Linked DNA regions of Mus musculus: regions 2, 3, 4, 5 and 6 are each linked to region 1. The links are chromatin contacts, called in public Hi-C, HiCAR-type, HiChIP or PLAC-seq and promoter capture Hi-C maps. All regions are on one chromosome and are shown on one strand. The core of a region is the stretch at or near the end of the contact, and the rest is flanking DNA. Distances in the headings are between cores, read along the strand shown. Region 1 holds the start of Lncenc1 (long non-coding RNA, embryonic stem cells expressed 1). Region 2 overlaps Gm34388 (a long non-coding RNA gene). Region 3 has its middle 19 kb from the start of Gm41031. Region 4 overlaps Gm41031 (a long non-coding RNA gene). Region 5 has its middle 24 kb from the start of Rps18-ps4. Region 6 holds the start of Rps18-ps4 (ribosomal protein S18, pseudogene 4).

What was found. Promoter capture Hi-C pulls out the DNA fragments that hold promoters and counts their contacts. Hi-C and Micro-C count contacts between places; a contact is called where the count stands out from the background. HiCAR-type assays count read pairs that join an accessible place to other places. HiChIP or PLAC-seq counts read pairs in DNA pulled down with a chosen protein or histone mark.
Region 2: an H3K4me3 HiChIP or PLAC-seq map of bone marrow-derived macrophages shows a contact between it and region 1, with 5 times the contacts expected there. The contact joins the enhancer-like site here to the promoter of Lncenc1 in region 1. A contact is called at or near these places in 5 of 115 datasets of contacts at active chromatin or transcription factors (T-cell acute lymphoblastic leukemia, astrocytes, bone marrow-derived macrophages and 2 more).
Region 3: a contact with region 1 is called in an H3K27ac HiChIP or PLAC-seq map of embryonic stem cells, with 4 times the contacts expected there. The contact joins the enhancer-like site here to the promoter of Lncenc1 in region 1. A contact is called at or near these places in 2 of 39 promoter capture datasets (embryonic stem cells and liver), 2 of 484 Hi-C or Micro-C datasets (both in nephron progenitors), 7 of 115 datasets of contacts at active chromatin or transcription factors (embryonic basal ganglia, embryonic midbrain, embryonic stem cells and 2 more) and 1 of 9 other capture datasets (embryonic stem cells).
Region 4: a contact with region 1 is called in a HiCAR-type map of embryonic stem cells, with 3 times the contacts expected there. The contact joins the enhancer-like site here to the promoter of Lncenc1 in region 1. A contact is called at or near these places in 1 of 39 promoter capture datasets (embryonic stem cells), 3 of 484 Hi-C or Micro-C datasets (the N1E-115 cell line, embryonic stem cells and nephron progenitors), 7 of 115 datasets of contacts at active chromatin or transcription factors (bone marrow-derived macrophages, embryonic basal ganglia, embryonic forebrain and 4 more) and 1 of 9 other capture datasets (embryonic stem cells).
Region 5: a Hi-C map of the N1E-115 cell line shows a contact between it and region 1, with 2.1 times the contacts expected there. The contact joins the enhancer-like site here to the promoter of Lncenc1 in region 1. A contact is called at or near these places in 2 of 484 Hi-C or Micro-C datasets (the G1E-ER4 cell line and the N1E-115 cell line), 3 of 115 datasets of contacts at active chromatin or transcription factors (embryonic basal ganglia, heart atrium and neural progenitor cells) and 1 of 9 other capture datasets (adipose tissue).
Region 6: a contact with region 1 is called in a promoter capture Hi-C map of the SN4741 cell line, with 5 times the contacts expected there. The contact joins the promoter of Rps18-ps4 here to the promoter of Lncenc1 in region 1. A contact is called at or near these places in 12 of 39 promoter capture datasets (the 3T3-L1 cell line, 3T3-L1-derived adipocytes, the SN4741 cell line and 7 more), 4 of 115 datasets of contacts at active chromatin or transcription factors (astrocytes, embryonic basal ganglia, embryonic forebrain and 1 more) and 1 of 9 other capture datasets (adipose tissue).

Annotation. Positions count from the first base shown.
Region 1 is chr13:97,433,331-97,436,574 of GRCm38.p6, forward strand. It overlaps Lncenc1 (long non-coding RNA, embryonic stem cells expressed 1), which reads left to right and starts at 1,640. Exons shown (of 2, transcript NR_110432.1): 1 at 1,640-1,762.
Region 2 is chr13:97,867,798-97,871,041 of GRCm38.p6, forward strand. All of the region lies in intron 3 of Gm34388 (a long non-coding RNA gene), which reads right to left. Among named protein-coding and RNA genes, the nearest start is that of Gm34388, 25 kb to the right of the region's middle. Within about 2 kb of position 1,599, at least 16 of the 459 cell types and tissues checked have an H3K27ac peak or open chromatin away from gene starts, as enhancers often do. A contact at or near this core is called in bone marrow-derived macrophages, where this site is marked.
Region 3 is chr13:97,843,698-97,846,941 of GRCm38.p6, forward strand. No RefSeq gene overlaps it. Among named protein-coding and RNA genes, the nearest start is that of Gm41031, 19 kb to the left of the region's middle. Within about 2 kb of position 1,709, at least 6 of the 459 cell types and tissues checked have an H3K27ac peak or open chromatin away from gene starts, as enhancers often do. A contact at or near this core is called in embryonic stem cells, where this site is marked.
Region 4 is chr13:97,818,812-97,822,055 of GRCm38.p6, forward strand. All of the region lies in intron 1 of Gm41031 (a long non-coding RNA gene), which reads right to left. Among named protein-coding and RNA genes, the nearest start is that of Gm41031, 5.6 kb to the right of the region's middle. Within about 2 kb of position 1,455, at least 10 of the 459 cell types and tissues checked have an H3K27ac peak or open chromatin away from gene starts, as enhancers often do. A contact at or near this core is called in embryonic stem cells, where this site is marked.
Region 5 is chr13:97,773,636-97,776,879 of GRCm38.p6, forward strand. No RefSeq gene overlaps it. Among named protein-coding and RNA genes, the nearest start is that of Rps18-ps4, 24 kb to the left of the region's middle. Within about 2 kb of position 1,581, at least 96 of the 459 cell types and tissues checked have an H3K27ac peak or open chromatin away from gene starts, as enhancers often do. A contact at or near this core is called in the G1E-ER4 cell line, the N1E-115 cell line, adipose tissue and 3 more, where this site is marked.
Region 6 is chr13:97,749,435-97,752,678 of GRCm38.p6, forward strand. It overlaps Rps18-ps4 (ribosomal protein S18, pseudogene 4), which reads left to right and starts at 1,678. Exons shown (of 3, transcript NR_152263.1): 1 at 1,678-1,718; 2 at 1,978-2,135.

The sequences.
Region 1 (3,244 bases), core at 390-2,889:
CCTGGAATAGAGGATGGTACTGAAAAGTCAGTGTCTGGGGGCCAGGGATGCGGCTCCACTGGGAGAGTCCTTGCCAGCACAGATGAAGACCTCCACTTAGATCCATCACAAATGTATGGTATACTAGGATGTGCCTGCAATCCCAGCACCCAAGAAGCAGGAGAAAGAGGGTCAGAACTTCAAAGATGTCCCAAGATCCAACACAGTGGGTATGAGGCCAGCCTGGGATACATGAAACTTTGAAAATATCACCCTTTAGCATCCCTTTTTCCTAAATACTTCATTACAGAGCAATAAGTTATTTCCCCAGCACTTAGGAGGCATAGGCAGGTGGATTTCTGAGTTTGAGGCCAGCCTGCTCTACAGAGTGAGTTCCAGGACAACCAGGGCTACACAGAGAAACCCTGTCTCGAAAAACAAACAAACAAACAAACAAACAAACAAGCAAAAGTTATTTCATGAAACGAGCCAAATTAAGCCAGATTAGAGTATATCTAAAGGCAGGTTATTGGAAAACCTTTCCTGGGTTAGTGAGTTCACCGATCCCAAGGATAGAGGCCAGGAAAGTCACCGTGGGGAGGGAGACAGAAGGGAGGGAGATATGCCAGCGGAATGTGTAGAGGATATGTAGAGGGTAGGTAGAGACCCAGGTTGAGACTGAAGGATGCTGGGAGAACCTGAAGGCCAGATCCACTTTGGTATGTTAAATATGCACCTCAACGCTTTGTCCACGGTCTGAAAACCAACACAGAGTAATGCTTAGTTTTGTATTTATCTTTATCCATTGAACACTATTCATATTAACATCCATTTCCAATCTAGTCTTTCTGATATCCTTAAAATTCTTCCTTACCTGACTGCCCTCTCTGGATGATGTAACTCTTTACCCATCTGCCATCTCTGCTGCGGGTTTCCTTTTTCAGCTCTCTCCTCTAGCCGCTGGGGCATTGACTTCCCAGGCTGGGTCCTAATTGCACTGCAGGACACCATCTTTCGGCCTAAATGAACATTTACATCCCATCTTCCAAACGTCTTTGCCCTGTTTTGGCTCTGACTGAATACCCCAGGCTGCCCCGCATGCCCCTGTGGACACTCGGGTTACCCGGCTTAGGCTCTTTAATATCAGTCTACAGGGTTACAGATAGATACCTGCTCCTCCCTGAAACTCCTAGAAGTCAGTGTGACTCAGCACATTTTTAAGGGTCTTCCTGGGACTGTACAAAAACTCTGTGTGTGGGGGGGGGGGCTAAGCTAGGAGAAAAATGACAAATAATAATCAAATCTGACCAACAAAATAGACAAACATGGTCCCGGGGGATGGAGAGGAAGGTTGTGGCATCAGCCCCTAGGCTCACTTACCTGTGAAGTGTCTGCAGGAGTGAGGAGGGAGCCATGGTAAGAGGGGGGCAGTTTTCTACATATATCCTGTGATTTCTGCTCTAGATATCTCGATTAAGAAATAAATGAATAAATTGGGGACTCGGCCAATGGCTCAGTGAGAGGGAACTGATGAGAGAGGCTTCTGGCAGACCAGGTGACTTCAGGAGGAAAAAAAAAATTAATTCAATTTCATCGAGTGCATTTCCTCTGGACCCAGGAATCACAGGAAATGCAATGTCTTTGAAAGGATGGAGTAGATTTCATTTTCTAGCGATCACTTTCCTTCTGCTGGTGACACACTGTTACTTCAAAGGCCTGGACCGGGGCGTGTTTCCTGTAAGGGTGAGCAGATTTGAATGACCGCTCAGGATGGACCTGCTCTGTAAGCACCCACCCCATGGGGCAGGCAATCTTGGGAATTACTGCTTTCCCGGCCCCTGCCTGCTGGGCTCGGGGCCTGGTGAGGTGATGGGGGTGGGGTAGGGGATTTCACAGTTCCCTAGCTCAATTAGGAGACAAAGCAGGATTGTTCTTAGCTTTGTTTTACGGAATTTCAATTGGGGGGGGGGTGTAAAAAAGATTCCCCGAGGACGCAAAACCCTAAATTGTTCTTGCTTTATCTTCTTGTTAAAATGTGTTGTGCATTCCTGGGCTGGAAGGCAGAGGAAATAAAGCTTCGCCGCTACCCCACGCGCCCTTCCCTATCTAGCCCTGTCAGGTCCCAAGTATTTGAGGGAGTTCTAATTACAGAGGAAACAGACTCCCTATCTGGTCTGGACTCTTGTCAGTGGAGAGTGCTCTTAAACGTTCCACATGGATTCAGGGAAATACGATTTGGAGAAGTGCTGATTTTTATTGGGCATGACTAACTCAAGCTGCATCTTTGTATTTTTTTTTCACTCCCTTTTAAGAATAATCGCTTCAAAATGATTAATGATGCCTGAAGCCACCGTCCTCACTTCCTGCGGTGAAACGCGGAACTTTTTGTGCATGTCTGGGTTTGTACAAGGGTGGGCTCCCAACTCACTGAGACAGTTTCCCATCCTGTCCAGACAGTTGGGTTATTGTTCAGGAAAGCTGAGTCTCTGGGGGGTGGGGTGGGGGCTGCAGAGAGGGGACCCTGTTCTGTCCCCCTCAGGGAGAAAAGAAAGGCTTCGCTCCAGTTACAGGAGAGTGAAATTGGTTAACCTCTCAAGGTGCCAGGACAAGCTTGTTGCTGGATTAGTTGGGTCCTAATTCTCTCTTCTCTCTCACTCCTTCTTCCCCGCCCCCTTCCCTCTCTCCCGTGTGCGCGCGCACGCGCGTGTGAATTAAGAACAAAACCTTGGTGTCTTTGAAAACCAGTAGAAACAAAAGGTCACCACCCTGCTGGGATGCAGCCATCTCTAGGTCCAGGCAGAGCTCCCCTGCCCCCCGGAACTCCCCAGGGGAGCATCCTGCCTTCTTCCTAGGATCGTCCTGGGAAAGCTGTTGCCTGGTCGTAGCCCGGAGACCGCAAGGATTCTAGCTCTAGCCGAGTCCCGCCCTCCCATCTCTGCCGGCCTAGGAGATATCTGCGGCAGCTGCAGGGGCCATTTTTTATAAATCGTATTTAGTAAAGACTGTGAGTGATTTTTGTAGATGACAGGAAAGTACTAGAATACTGGTGACTGGTTCCCCTGGTGGATTCTGAGAGGCTAGTTTGTCATGTAAATGTTTGCAACCTTCTGTCCAACTCCTCCATTCTGTCTTTGCATTTCAGTTCTGAGGAAGGCCGACTGGTGAAGTATGTACTAAAAGATTTCCTTTGTGAAGCTCAGTGCAAGCAATAACAATCTCTTCTGCCCATAAGGTATGGAGCGCCTGAGCTTTGGAGGACTGGCCA
Region 2 (3,244 bases), core at 349-2,848, 430 kb after region 1:
CTGCCTGGAGCCTGGGCTTCTATTCCTCTGGAAGGAATTAGGCAGTGATGGCTGCTTCTGCAAAGGCTGCAGGCTCAAGTTTCCTAGACAATATCCTGGACTTTGAATGTGTGTGTCTCAACAAAATGTACATGCACTGGCCAAACAGAGCAGTGGTGGCTTAGTGGCTTATTAGGAGAGTGGGTACTTTAATCGAGGTGATGGCTTTTTGTTTCTAAATTGGGATCTTTCTGACTCAAAAACACCTGGAGGAATAAGGTTGCTTCCGACCTTGATTTTCATGTGGCCTTGTGCATCCTAAAAAGCTTAAGAGAGAAACTGGGCCACTTAAATACTGAAGCCTGGCTCAGATACTGTACCTGTTCCCTGTGCACTTTAAGATTTGAGCTGTTTATACACGGCATGGTTCCCATGTCTAAATAGGATGGGTATCGCCAGAGAACTGTATGTCTGTGAACATGTTTTGGGCGGAGCTGCACTGGGATTCCCAGAGGTTAGGAATAGTAAGACTAGACCATATGTAGAATACGAGACCATATGAAGCCAAGAGTTGTCATCTTTATATGCATTATGAGGCTTCTTTGGCCATCTCCTTCCACAAACGAAACCTTGATGCCCTCCCTGCAGCCTCCCCATCTCCCACTCCAATCTACTGTCTCACCTCACCCTTTTCCCTGCCTATACCCAACTCACACAGCAAGAGACACAAGCTCTATGTTTTTCCCACGACCACAGGTGCACCACAGGTCCACCTTCCATCTTCAACAGCTGAGCAAGCAGAGGCCTGGCTCTTGAGTTTACCCTTGGCCTTCAGTCTTCACAGGGAGCGAGCAGTTGTGCCCAAAGAAGAAAGACTAGCCCAGAGTGGGAAAATGATGGCTGGAAAATGAATGGGTCCTCAGATAAAAGCCTTGCTTTGAGCCACATTGATAGACCATTTATGCCTTTCTCAGACCACTCTGTAGTGGAAGCCCCAAGACAATGCATGTGAACATATAAGAGGTAGGTATTCTGGAGGGGAAAAAAATTCCACAGAATCCTGAGTTCTAAAATCCCAAATGATTTATTAAAAGATTAGCTATCAATGGTTGATGGCAGAGCTAAGCAGAGGTGGGGTAGGGAAAATGTTTCCTACCACAGAGCTGAGCCCTTCCTGTGCCCTTTAATTGAACATGCTATTCAATCCATCTGGGGCGAAGGGGTCAGTGGAAAGTGAGTCTGGAAGGAGGGCTCTGTGAAGTCATGTTTGTTTCCTGACTAGTTTCGCTAATGAGCAGCTCTTCTTAGCAGCTGCTAAGTGATGATATCCACGTGCCATGCAAACAAAGCGCGGACACCTGAGAGCTTTCTAGAAGCATTGCCGGATGCCCTCAGCACTGTCAGTGGTGTGAAGTCAGGGAGGTTCTTGCAAACCATGGTGCGAACAACAAGGAATTTCAGCTATTTTCCATAGCTTGATGAATCTATTCTAATTAGAATTTTCAGACTAGAGCGCACAATATTCCTAAAAAGACAAAATTACTCCTGGGGGTTTTAAAACTCCTTTCTGAGCCTCATGCTGTGTTTGCCTGTTCTGCACATAATGATTTATTGTGTCTTCTTTCTTCCGGTCCTTTTGAACTCTGCTTACTCTCTCTCTCTCTCTCTCTCTCTCTCTCTCTGTGTGTGTGTGTGTGTGTGTGTGTGTGCGCGCTCGCGCGCGCCCGCGTGCGCGTGTACATTTTTATGAGCTTTTCTCTCTTGAATTTCCTGTCATGAAGTCAGAGGATACATTTTTATTTTGTAATAAGGTTGCTTAAGTCACTTCCTCAATCTCTCTCTGGAGAGCTGGGTTTCAATAAAAGTACTTCGTGGGATCTCAGCATGTCCTTCCCTTTGTAGCTAGCTCCCTGCTTTGGGGTGATGAAGAGGAAATGGAAAGAAGCTATTGTCTACCGATGGCATGGCAGGAACAGAACACACATACTTAGGGAGAGTGGGTGTCAGGGTGCTCTGTACTTTCAAACAGCAGCCTTCTCTCCCTCTCTGGATCCCTTCTTCCCTCCACTTCCCATAGCACACAGTGGCTGTAGAATAAGACTGGTCTGCCCACACTCCCTTCTTGGCTCCATTTCTCTGCTACTGGGGCAGTGTGCACAGGGCTCTCAGAAACAGACTGATTGCTTTTATCCCTCTTGAAAATATTTATAACCAAACACTGGCAATCGCCCTGGGAAGCAGGCCTATAAATTTCCTCTTGCCTCCCACCTCTCCCTATCTTGAAACCGAAGATGAATCAATTCTAGAGTGGGATTGAAGAAGGGGGTGGGAAGAACCTTTGATGGATTCTGATAGTGATCTCTTATCTTATGGGCAGCACTCCGGTCTAACTTGAACATCTTGGTTTGGCCAGGGTGACTGACTGCTCACGGCAAAGCAAGGGCAAATGCTGTGGCACCGTGTGGAGCTCATGCTGGAGAGGGCTTGGAGACATTCCACTCTGTCTTAGACAGAAGGATACTTCACGCCACGGGCTGATGTGCATGCCAGCCTGGCAGCCTGGATACCCCCTCCGAATGAATAAGAAAACATGCAAAAATGCAGAAGGTCTGAACCTGGGGGGGGGTTGTTGAAATACTGAGTCTTGTTACAGTGAGTACCTTTAGCAGACACACTTCTATTCAGTCCACGTGGGCATGAGATGTCACATGCCACCCTGGCTTTAAGACAGGAGTTACATCTGAGAGGCTTGAATGGCTCCGGGCATCACCCAGCTTAATGATGGGAGAACATCAGAACTGGTAAAAGGTCACGGTGGCCCATGACTGTCTTTGGCCTTGCCTCTTATCAGTTGTGACGTGAGAAAGTCATTTGAATTATCTGAAAAATACAAATAATAATGCCCACGGCACAGTGAGATTGTGAGAACTGCGTAAGACAATGTACACAGGGCTCTCCCATGAACTCAGGCATGGCGTGACCTCAGTGAAGACTTAGTTTGTCACTGGTGTGATTGTAATGGTGCTGTGATGGTTCCCAGGCCGGCTCGGGCTGCTGTGACTTTGGTGTATGCAGAGGCTAGGGCAGGCCAAACACTTTGTCTTCAGGAAGTTTATACCACATTCATAGATAAATCAGCTTTTTGACGGGACTGGCTTGACATCTAGTCAGTGTGTCATTGCCAAATGCTATCTGTGGCCCTCATTTTCTAACCTGGTCACAAGGCCTGAATGGTGAGCCACTCCCACACCTGACTGTAATGGGT
Region 3 (3,244 bases), core at 459-2,958, 410 kb after region 1:
AGACTGGGAATGGTGAGAATCTTCTGAAACCTCAAAGCTCATCTCCAATGACACACTTCCCCCAACGAGGCCACACCTCCTCCAACAAGGCCACACCTCCTAGTCCTTCCCAAACAGTTACACCAACTGGGGACCAGGTATTCAAACAAATGAGCCTGCAGGGACCATTCTCATGAAAACCGCCACAGTCACAGTAGAAATCACCATTCTGCTCACTCAAGTGGGAAATGCCATCCTTTCTTTGTAGTGTTATAACTGGCTGCCTAGGCAGTGCTCCCAAGCACTAACTCACCCCTGGGGCTTTGAGGAGATGGGTTGCTTTCTCCTGTAGCATCTCAGCATTCAGAATATGCTAGAAGTGCCTCCATTTGAGCAATGTAGCCACAGACGCCATCATTCTCCTGCTCAGCGAAGCACTTTGGGCTTGAGAGCTATACATGCTGAAGGAAAGCTCACCAAAGTCAACTCCATGGGACTGTATTTAGTTTCCTTTCTATTGCTGTGATAGAATACTCCGAGCAGAAGTGACTTGGAGAGGAGAGGACATAGGTCATCACCAAGGAAGTTAGAACAGGAACTCAAGGCAAGAATCTAGATCAGAAAAAAATGGAGAAACACTACCTGTTGTCTGACATCCTGGCTCATTCTTGACCAGCTTTCTTACACAGCCCTGGCTGGACCACCGTGGAGGGGAAAGACCACGATGACTCACAGTGGGTGGGCGCCCCCCTCTGTCAATTAAGACACTCAGGACAATCCCTCACAGACAGGCCCACAGACGAATCTGATAAAAGATGGTTACTCAACTGAGACTCTTTTTCAGATGATTACAGGGTATGTCAGGTTTTGAGTTCATGGTAAGTAGGACAGAATGTTAAACTGTTCTCATTTTTTGTTTGTTTTTAGAAATCTCACTCTTGAAACACAATCTGAACCCCAAACAGCTTTCTCTCCACAGTCCACTCTGGTCCCTAGAGTGCTGAGCCCATGTCTGGTTACCAGTGTTCAGTGTATCTGCCACGTGCCAGCAGATACAATAGACCAGCACCAACAAACACCCTGCCCAGAAAGGTCTCCTCTGTATTTTGGTGCCAGCCTAGATGCTTCTAATACGCAGTGAGACATAGACACCCTGAGTGGATCTAAGTCATCTTCACTCTCTCCGGATCATGGCAAAACTGGAAGTAACCTTCGTCTATTGCTCCTACGATGAATTCTCTCAACATTTTAGAGCATTCAGTTTATTTCTCCTAGTGACCCGTGTTTGATCTAGAAGACTGAGCAAATAAAAGCGAGCAGAATGAAGGAACCTAGACACATCACTTGGCGGTCAAGCTCCCAGAACTCCTCTTATCTACACAGGTATCTTCAAAACAGAGCGTTCGTTGTGGTTGTTCTCCAGTATCTTTCTCCTCGAATGCGTTTGCTGGTGTGCTTCCAGGTCAGTAAGCGGAGCACCCCACCCTTCTGAATGGCTGCTTGGCATCTGTGTGTGCCTCTACCATCCTTTCAAACAGACTTCTAGAGCAGGGCTGGGCGTTTGCTTGTGGGTTTGGGCTGCTACTTTGGTTTCTTTGGGGTTCTTCTGTATTGTATTGTTTTCCCACTGTAAGCACCGTTGAAGTGGGTGAGAGAGGACTAAGCTGGCACATTTCCTTAGGAGATATTCCTGAGAGTAAATTTGCTGAGGCAGGGTGTGATGCTTGCTGCAAATTGTTCCTTAAAACACCCTCCTCCAGACTGTGCTAACAAGTACTAACTTCGACCCAATACAGGCATCGCTGTCTTTGTTTAAAAGAAAAATCTATTCAGTCTAGCAAGTAAAAAATTTGTATGTGTTATGTGTTTCCATTTCTTTTAACTGGTGGGTCTTTTTTTTTTTTTTTTCCTTCTAATAATTTGAATGTCTCCTTTGAAAATATTTTATTCATGGTTTGGGCCTATTTCCTACCAGGTATGAACACCTTCCTCCCCATTTCCCTCTTTCCAGAGACAACCATGAAAAGTTAGATTTGTCTTCTTCCTGATCTTTTGCTGTGCATTAGGAAACACACATAGAGTTCTCAAATTTACTGTTACAACTTTTGCCAACTCTCAACTTCTCACCAACCAACTTCTTTTACATATAGTACCACATCAGCCATGTAAATTTACCTCAGTATATTGAAATGCTGAAAAAAAAAACCCACAATATGGGCGTATTGGTGCTTAGAATATTCCAGAATTCCATCATCAGTGAACATTTGAGTTGTATCCAAGTGTTTGGGGTTGTTTAATGCACATAATTCTTTATGCCTCTTTGATTATAAATGAATGTGCTCCAGGATCAGTACTTTGAAGAGAAATTAATGATTGTTATCAATTGCAATCAAAGTGCTCTCCGGAAAGCCAAGCTGCCTTCCACCAGGGGCATATCAGCGGGCCCATCTGCAGCAATGCTGACCTGTGGCCTCTGATTGCTTGCACTTATTTTGCAATTTGTCTTAGAACGTTGGTTACTAATTTTTAAAGCATCCTTTCTTGTCTCATCCTATTACTGAAGAGAGCACTCGCCCTCTCCACAGTAGGAGCCTTGTTCACGCTTTCCTTATGACTGTCAGCATTATTCCAGGAAATCTTTCACATCAGCCTGCCCAGCCTGGTGTCCCTGCCTGTCCCCTGAGCTTGGTTCTTGTCCTCCCTAGACTTCCTCCAACCTTCTGACTTCTCAGAACCGTGATCCTCAGCTGTCTTTCCATGCCAATTGCAGATCTCCCCTTCATGACATTTACCAACCATTCTTTGAACTTCTGTAAACGTCCTTTGCTTTGTTGTTTTAGAATTGCTAAGCCTCATAATAATAATGTTCAAAAATCTATTTATTAATCCTTGGCTCCGTATGAGCTGTTGTGCTAAGTGCTTTTGTAGATATCATGTCACCTATAACCTCTACACTATCAACATTTAGATTTTAAAAAAAAAATCTGAATATTGGAGAACTAAAACCATCTGCTCAAGGCCACCCATGAGTGGCAGGCCAGAGACTCCAAGCCACATTCCTCTGCTGCAGGTCCCATGCCTCCCACCACTCCACCCTGTGCCCTTCTCTCTTCTATGAGTGCTATGGTCTGAGTACTGTTCCACCTCAAAATCCATTTGTTGACATTGATTTTCTATTCAACAGAATTGAGATTTGTGCCTCTTGGAAGGTGATATATCCTACCCTCACTAGTAGAATTATTGTCCTAAGAGAAATTTGTAGGAT
Region 4 (3,244 bases), core at 205-2,704, 390 kb after region 1:
GATTTGATGAACAATAAAATCACAAAGTTTGGCAGATTTACTAACAACAATGTGTCACAAAACCCTCCTGCCTTGGTGGCTTGGGTGAGGAATGCAGACTTTTCCATCCTAACCTTAATTATTAATACAAACTCTCACATCAAATAGTATATAGCACATAGCAAATCAATCAATTTGTGCATTCGTGTGTGTGTGTGTGTGTGTGTGTGTGTGTGTGTTGTGGTATGTGGTTTGTGTATGTAAGTGTATGGCATGGTGTGGTGTGTATGTGCTGTGTGTGTATGCATGTGTATGGACGTGTGTGTGTGTGTGGTATGTGTGCATCTATGTGTGTATGTGTGTTACAGAATGAATACAAGTTAAGCCAGGTGCGGCAGAGCTCAGTCTACAAAAGTGGGTTGAGAAAGAGTCCATGAAGAAAAAGGCCAAGGCCAAGCTGGGACTGAGCTGCCAGTGAAAACTGCTGGCGTCCAGGTTTAGGAGAAAAGCAGCAGATTCGAGAGTGAACAAAACTGAGCCAGGCTGAGAAAAACCACACCCGGATCAGGAGCTGTTTCGGAAAATATTTTTAAAAAACGACCCTTTCGATAAAATCTTGCTAGTGTATGCAATGGTGTCAGCGTTTGGATGCTGATTATGGGGTGGATCCCTGGATATGGCAGTCTCTACATGGTCCATCCTTTCATCTCAGCTCCAAACTTTGTCTCTGTAACTCCTTCCATGGGTGTTTTGTTCCCAATTCTAAGGAGGGGCATAGTGTCCACACTTCAGTCTTCATTCTTCTTGAGTTTCATGTGTTTAGCAAATTGATTCTTATATCTTGGGTATACTAGGTTTGGGGCTAATATCCACTTATCAGTGAGTACATATTGTGTGAGTTCCTTTGTGAATGTGTTACCTCACTCAGGATGATGCCCTCCAGGTCCATCCATTTGGCTAGGAATTTCATAAATTCATTCTTTTTAATAGCTAAAGGGATCTGCAACCCTATAGGTGGAACAACATTATGAACTAACCAGTACCCCGGAGCTCTTGACTCTAGCTGCGTATGTATCAAAAGATGGCCTAGTCGGCCATCACTGGAAAGAGAGGCCCATTGGACATGCAAACTTTATATGCCCCAGTACAGGGGAACACCAGGGCCAAAAAGGGGGAGTGGGTGGGTAGGGGAGTGGGGATGGGTGGGTATGGGGGACTTTTGGTATAGCATTGGAAATGTGAATGAGCTAAATACCTAATAAAAAATGGAAAAAAAAAAAAAACCGACCCAGCACGTTCCCGCACTTGTGCCTCTGCCCTGGCAGCCAAACAGGCCATGAACTGTCGGGGCAGTGGCCACCTGTTTTTATCTCGTGGAGACTGACTCAGAACTCCACAATCTCTCCACCCAGCTCTCTAGGTTCCCACTGGAGGTTGCTACCATGCTAACCCTGTTTCAAATCCCCCACGGCCTTTGTGGTACACATCTGGCAAACCCATGCTTGGATGCTGTACCTTTCTCTCTTGACCCCAGATGAGCTGCCACGTGAAGGAAAACGCAACACAAACTCAGCTCAGAAACGATGGTAACTCAATCTCTGGGCACGACAACTAAAACCTAATTTTGTAAACCTTATTAAAATCTGATTCTTCTAGGGGCGAATCTTTGCGGATCTGCCATGTTACTGGGAAACTCTAGCAGCTACATCTTACCTCTCTGCTGTCCCATCCCAAAAAGGACCTAACTCTCCCCTGCTTCCTCTCTTCCTTTGTCCAACCTCGAAGTCCCGCCTACTCACCCAGTGATTGGCTCCTTTGTTCATTAAGGGATTGGTTCACAAGAAGCCACCTGAGTACTTAGCCCAGAGCCAACCACAACAAGGAGCCAGAAACAGTGGTCAGAGACAGATTCAGACAGGTGAGCCAATGGTCCGACGTGCGCTGAGTAGGCCAGATCACTGGTGGAAAATGGATTCAAGCTGGGGAGTCCCGGGTTCTTCACAAACACACACACACACACACACACACACACACACACACTCTCTCTCTCTCTCTCTCTCTCTCTCTCACACACACACACACACACACACACACACACACACACACACACACACACACACACGTTAGGCGAGAGGTTGCTATAGGCAAGGGCATTATACCCTTTCCTCAATCTGGTATGACCTATAAGCTCTTAAATCTAGCCTCCCCAGTATGATTTTTTCATTTTTCTCAAGTGCCTTCCAGAAGCTCTCATCCTATCACCTGGTGTGTACATCAAACAATGGACAGGCAGAGAGCTGATAATCACAGGGCCTTCAGCTCAGCTTGGTCCCCAAGGCATCTTTGAATTTCTGACCCTGTCTCTGCTCTTCATTTCTGTGGCCTTCACAGTCCTATGCCTCACTTCAGCAGCTCGATTTGACCCTGAGACTTGGCTCAAAGTATGAGCCTCAGGCTCTGGCTGGACTCTGTATCAGTGACCCTGGCAAGGTGCATGTTTTATTCCTGGGGGAATTCGTCTACCATCCTGAATCTGTCTCTTGGGCCTCTTTGGAGGGTTGTTGTTGTTGTTGTTGTTTATTTGTTTCTGAGATGCGGTTTCCTATATCCCAGACTGGTTTCTAAAGTTACGTAGCAGATGATGACCTTGAAGTTCTGATCTTATTGCCTCCACTTCGAAAACTCCTCTCCTTGATCTCTATGCAGCCTCCTTTACCTTTTGTGGCATTTCATAACCTACAGGCACTCACACTCACACCACACAGACACACACCACACACATACACACACATACCCCACAGACACATATGACACACACACATATACACACATACAAGTATTTACTGGGTGTTGTATAATGTGTGATTGAGAGCTAATATTAGTAGTCAACTTGTCAGCTTGTTTTTTCTTTGAGAGAGGGAGAGGGAGAGGGAGAGGGAGAGGGAGAGGGAGAGGGAGAGGGAGAGGGAGAGGGAGAGGGAGAGGGAGAGCACCAGCATTTGTCTTGGCTAGTTATCAAGAAAGTTGGGACTCTAAGGCAAATTGCTGCCAAAGAAACTGCTGTGCCTTGTGAATTTATTGCTAGTCAATAAATTCTGACACTGTGGAAAGACACAGGGTATTTGTCTATGTTTCTGACACAGTAAGCTCGTGACAGTGATAAACTTACCTAGTAGCAAAATCTTAGGGACAATCTGAGCCTGACTCCTGAGGTAGGAGTCCTCGGAGTGGCTCACATCTGTGCCCAGCCCCACTCCCTGGGCAC
Region 5 (3,244 bases), core at 331-2,830, 340 kb after region 1:
CTAAATGAGAAAACTTGATCATGCCTCCTGTTCCCCAGGGCTTAGAGATCATTATGGAAGAGGAGACATGAAGACTGTAAAAGCCAAAGGCAGTAGACAGACATAAGGAAACAATGTTGTCCGGATAGAGCAGGGCAGCTATACATACAAACTCACAGTGGCTATAATATCTTGCCCTCATCTGTGCAAGCTCAAGCCTGTCCAATACCGCCATGGAGAGAGGAGTCGAAGATCAAATTCTTCCCCTAGCTGAGGATCTATTGGCCATGGAGAGCTGCTGGGAGAAAGAAAGAGTCAGTTTTCTTTATAGATGTAGCTCCTGATAAGTCACCCACACTCCAGTGGAAGGCCATACATCCAAGAATATACAGACAGCACAGATTGGACTTGGTTGGTATTTAAGAAAGAAAAAACAAATGATACAAAGTTGGGCAGTAGAGAATAGGAATGGGTCCGAGAGGACCCGGGAGATAAGTGGCTAGGATCAGAGAACATTTTATGAATTCCCAAATAACTGATTTACAAACTTTTGTCATGTCATGTATCCATTGTACAGGGTACCATGATTTATAAAGATGCCTTCAGGTTTCACATACAGATGCATTGCACTCAGAGCACATAAAGTAGCAACATGTGTGCCTTGTATGAAGAACCCAGCTCTTGGGGGAATGGCCTTAAATCAGCTTCCCTCTACAGCTTCGCTATTGACAGCTAGTTCTTCACACCTGATTTCATCCCTCTCCTTCTAGTGCCAAGGCAACTTTCAACAAATATCGATTGAACAACCTATTCAAAGTCCAAATCACCGTGGAACAATAGAAAAAAGAACAGAGCAGAATCTGACAAAGTTTTGATTCTACTTCTAAAAACTCTGAGATCTTGGGCTGATTATTAAAGCTTAGTTGTTAAATATAGCAAAAAAAAAACAAAAATCTCAGCTTCGTCTATGGCACATGCTCTAATGAAAGTGAAATTAATGGTTGATGTTACAATTACATAACAAATGGCTACTAGGTTAAAGATACATCTTAGAAATGATAGACTTTTAGTTTTACTATAAATGTTATGAAATGAATCATCAGTAAGAAAAGCTACAATAACTACAATTGCATAGGTCAAGCACACTACTAAAATAGTCGTGTAAGATTAGTATTTACTTTTAATAAATGAAGTAATTGAGACTTAGGGAAATTAAGTCTTTTGCTCAATATCATATAGCTCATCAGATGGTGGGAGTAGGATTCAAAGCCAGATTGCCTGGGTGTGGAGTCTGCTCTCCCCCGGGACAGCTCAGTCTCTGCTAATGTGTATCATTGAACTGGAAGACAAAGAGTCAGGGAGAATCAGCTGTCAGTCCACATTCTCTCTCTTGACACTGGTGTGGAAAGACACCATGAAGAAAGAATTACGAGCAACAGCAGCGGCTGCAACCTCCTTTTTCGGGATAAATAGATCAGAGAAGTAAATTGTATCCTGGACAAGCCTAGAAAGCACAGAATGTGCCTAAAGACTTCCACTGACTGCTCAGGCCCAGCCAGAACAATGCCAAGTCTAAGCCAGGCTGGGAACAAACTCCAAAGCAGATATTGCAGCAGCTGTGCTCGGTGACGTCATCAGCATGCTTGGTGCCCAGCTGCATGGAGCCGTGCTGGCTGGAGATGCTGCATCACCAGTAGTGAACGCCCAACTCCTGCTCCCCTGGGATGCTGGGAATGCCGGAGCAATGGCCACTGACTTCATTCCAAAATGGCATCTGGCTCTGGAATCCCTGCCTAACCCCATCTCAACACAAAGACAAAGTCATTCCTTCATCTCTCTCTCTCTCTCTCTCTCTCTCTCTCTCTCTCTCTCTCTCTCTCTCTCCTTTTCCTGAAGCTACTATAATTTTCTGCAATGGTTCTGCTTTGTTAGATTCTCTCTGTTTAAAAACAGTAAGAGGGGAGCTGGTGGGATCATTCAATGGGTGATGGAACTTGCCACCAATCCTGATGACTAGAGTTTGTTCCCCAGGGCTCACATGGTGGAAGGAGAGAACTGACTGCCACAAGTTGCCCATTTGCCTCCATGACAGTGCCATAGCACAGTGCACCCACACACAAACATGTACAAATCATACATACATGCATTCACACGTACATGCATTCATAATATGTGCATTCATACATACATGCATTCATATGTATATGCATCTTTTGAAGCAATGAGAAAAAGGGAGATGCTCTCATCTCAGTTCCAGGAAGTAAACAAGTTTCTAAATCCTCTCTCTTCTTTGAAAATTATTTAGCATGTTTCCTACAGACTAGCAAAATGTCGCCATTTCCCAAGTAGGCAACACCTGACCTGGAGCTGGTTGGGGGAGAAGAGGGAAGAGTGAATCTGTCTTCAGACACAGAGCTGTGGATAAAGACGGATGCCTGCTAGGTGTGATCTGGACTGCCACACACCGAGCGTTCAGCAGAGACCAAGGCTGGCGATGCAGATTGGAAGACACATGAAACCACAGGGTAAAGTCAAACTGTAAAGATTAAATCATAACTGCTGCAGCAAAGAACAAGGAGCAGTCTTGGTGACCCGTCACCATCGTCCTGAACGTCCTCATACTCCAAGAAGATCTTGGTTCCACCCCTGGATGGGGAAAGAACCCCCTCAAAGACTCAAAGACTTCCATTCCAAGAATTCTACTAGACTCTCAGCTGATTTTCTGTAGCGCTCTTGAAACCCTGTCAAAATAAAGGTTTGTGAAATTGTTGTAAACTTGGAATTATGAGCTTCCTAGAGAAATGTATAGAGACACAGCAGTGTTTGGTGTATTATGTCTCTTGGAACTGTAAGTAATAAGCACAACTGAGTCACTTTTCAACATTTTCAACTTTCAAAATGTATTCCACCTTTCTAACGGAAAACGTAAACTTTAAATCGTCACAATATTGCTCTGCGCACTTGAGTTTCCTCTCTCCGTGCTCCTAAACAGAAGTCTAAGCAACACGAGTCCTCCCAGCTGCTGATGTCCTGGTGGTACCGGTCCACCCCTTGAAGAGTAGAAGCTGAATAGGGAAGCTAACAGGTGTTGCAATAAAGCTTCCAATAACCTGAGGCCCAAGGAGCCAGCTATGGTACCCTCATCTGAAGATGGCTCAGAGGGAGGGAGTGTTTTTCTTTCTAATTACAAGACACTGTGAAGCTGTCAGGGTGCCAATGGTGACAGAGAGCACTGGTGGCCATTGTTGAATAGCTGAAACCTTGG
Region 6 (3,244 bases), core at 428-2,927, 320 kb after region 1:
AGGCTAAGGTCCTTTCACTGATAATCTTGACTCTGAGATCTCCATCTCAGGGACTCTACTGTGTTCTAGAAAAAAAACAAAAACAAACAAATGTCTAGAGGCAGTGTTCCAGGAAAACACAGGCAGGAGAGTCAAGGCAGTTTAATAAGTATGGCAGAAAGAATTATAATTGGAGTGTGATTATCAAATAAGGAGACTGATTCTACAGTAGACCTAGAAAAACAGAACAAACAAGCTGAAAACCCCAACAAAACAGATCAGCCTCTCCACCCAATACAATATGGAAATAGCCTGCTGGGGTTGGCATGGTGTTCTATAGATGTAGTCCCAGCAATTAGAAAGCACAGACAGGAGAACGACTGTAAGTTCAAAGAACTGGCATGCTGGTCTACACAGTGAGCTCCAATCCAACCAGGGCTATATAGTAAACCCCTGTCTCCAAAAGGGGAATGGCTGGGATGATAGCTTAGACGGGAAAGTGCTTGGCACAAGAATGTGGGCCAGAGTTCAGTTCTCCAGAACCCATATACAACACACAAAAGCCAGGCAGGTGACAAAAATTGAAACCTCAAAACTGGTAAATTGAGGACATGGACCCATGGGGGCTCACTGGACAGCTATCTTATCCTGCTTGTTGAGTTCTAGGCCAGTGAGTAAACCTGCCTCAAGAAAATAAGGTGGGTAGTTCCTGAGTCACAATAGGCAAGGCTCATACACGCATGTGCACATCCATGCAAGCACACACGGAAGGACTCATGCACATGTACACACATGCAAGCACACACACAAGGCTCACGTGCGTGTACACACACACACACACACACACACATGCACAAGAGGAAAAAATAGCCTTCCAAACTTCTTCAGGGTTCAACCCGGAGGAAGAACACTTCCCTCCACTCTTGCTGAGTTTCCTTAGGGGTTTCCTTACAGAGAGTGCCCGTTGCCTTCTTACCTACTTCTCACAATGGCACAGACAATAGCAATCAACCCATCGATCAGTCGATCAGAGCTTGCACTTGAGCTTGGATATCCGCCACTCTTAGTCAGACAGAAATTTCCCAAGCAACACTATAAAGGACTATGACTTAATCTGTCAGGCTGGCTCTGCACTGTGGCACCAAATAAACCACCTTTGCAATGAGATAGTTTAGAACTCAAAGGGCTGGGAACACAAAGTCACATCATACGTTTATTCTAATTTCTTTCGAAGAAAATGATATATATCATCGTATTATTTTACATTACTAAATTATATAAAGTACTCTTAATGGCTGCTATAGTTTGTTGTATGTGCCTATGTTTCTCTTGGCAGCACTTGCTCGAACCTATTCCATTAACAGAGCTACACGAATTTGATTTTAGAAAAAAAAAATAATCCATCCTTGGAAGGAAAGTGTCATCACTTTCATGGAAACAATATCCCTCAGCAAACAATGCCCTTTATTTTGGCAACCTGTCCTTCCTGCCATCTGCCTTGCAAAGCACTTGCCAGGGTTGCAATAATAATTGAGTTAGAGAGGGAATTAGATGTAATGAAGGGGAAGAAAATTGATTGCTTAATTTTTATTAACAGAATGCAAGAGAATCGTGAAGCCCTGCTGTGAACCAAAATGAGACAAAGAGGGGGAAACACAGAGAGGACTCCAGGTGGCAGAAGTGTGTCTGCACACACATGTGCAGTCCTCCACAGAGGCTGAGGAGAGGCCAGCGGATAGGTGAGTCGGGGACTCTGGAAGGAAGGGCTAAAAGGCAAAGACAGCCAGAACTGAGCATATGAGCCTATAGAGAAAGGGCACAGCCGGCCAGAGCTTGTGTGTCTCTGCTGGGAAGGGAGGCTGAGCATTTCCTACATTCTGCCTGGCAGGGATCCCATCCTTGCTAGGTTGAGCCAGGATGCATGTGGGCATACAAACATGAGTTTCTTCTGGGCCTCCACCCTCCAGCCACGGCTAGTAACCTTTATGGGCCTTGTAGATCCATAAAGAAGAATGCAGAGGTGAAGGATACTCAACAGAATGCTGTCCTGATGTGCATGAAGCCCTGGGTTCCGTTCTCAGCACCAAATATACTGGGCCTGCTGGTATAAGCTGGTGATCTCAGCACACAGGAAGTGAAGGCAGGAGAGTCAGAAGGTCAGAGTTAAGCTTTGGAGGTTGCTCAGTGGGTAAGAGAGTTTGCTGAAGAGGTATGTAGACCCAAGTTCAAATCCCCAGCTTCCACATAAAAAGCTGGGCATGGCCATGAGTAACCCAGGGTGTTATTGACAGAGGCAGGAAGATCACCTGAGGGTAATAAAGCAGAGAGGAAAATAACAGGATGCCTGAGGTCCTTTTCTGGTGAGTGTGCATGCCCCCTACGTTCAGATGTACGTATTCTGAACACAAACAACACAAAAAAGTTATTTAAAACTGATTTAAGGAAAAAAATCAAACAAACGGGCTAAAGGGATGGCTCAGTGGTTAAGAGCACTGACTGCTCTTCAAGAGGTCCTGAGTTCAATTCCCAGCCACCACATGATGGTTCACAACCATATATATATAAAATAGATAGAAATCTTAAAACAACAATAACAAAGACGAAGCTCAAAGTCCATCTTGGCTGCATAGTGAGTTCCAGACAGATTGAGCTACATCTGATCATATCTCAAAAACAAAACAAAAATTTTCTGGGGTCAATCAGACTATGTCTTCTGCTTATCATTAAGGAATGCCCATGCTAACTCTACTATCATACAATGTTTCCTTCTTAGAGTAACCAGTAACTCCCATAATCTTCTTGCCAGTCCCGAGAATCAGCACAAATCCATCCCTGTCACATGACGGCTGTGGGAACTCTGGGATCAATTGGAAGCCGATCTTTGTAACGTGAAGTGCAAGGAACAAACGGCTCAGAAAGAGAAAGCCCCCCGGAAGTCCAATCGTCATCAGAGAGGGTTCCACTAACAGCTGATGGGGACAGATGCAGAGACCCACAACCAAACATAAGGCTGATAGAGGCCCCAAATTGAAGATCTTCACCATGCCCCTTCTCTTGGAGCTTAGGGAACCCTGCAGAAGAGGGGAGAAAAGGATTGCAGAAGCCAGAGAGTTGAGGGCACCAGGACAACATGGCCCACAGAATCAACTAAGCAGGGTTCCTAGGTGCTCACAGCGACTACTGTGGTAATCACGGAGCCTGCGCGGGTCTGTGCTGGGTCCTCAGCATATATATTAGTGGTTTTTAGCTAGGTGTTTTTGTGGGA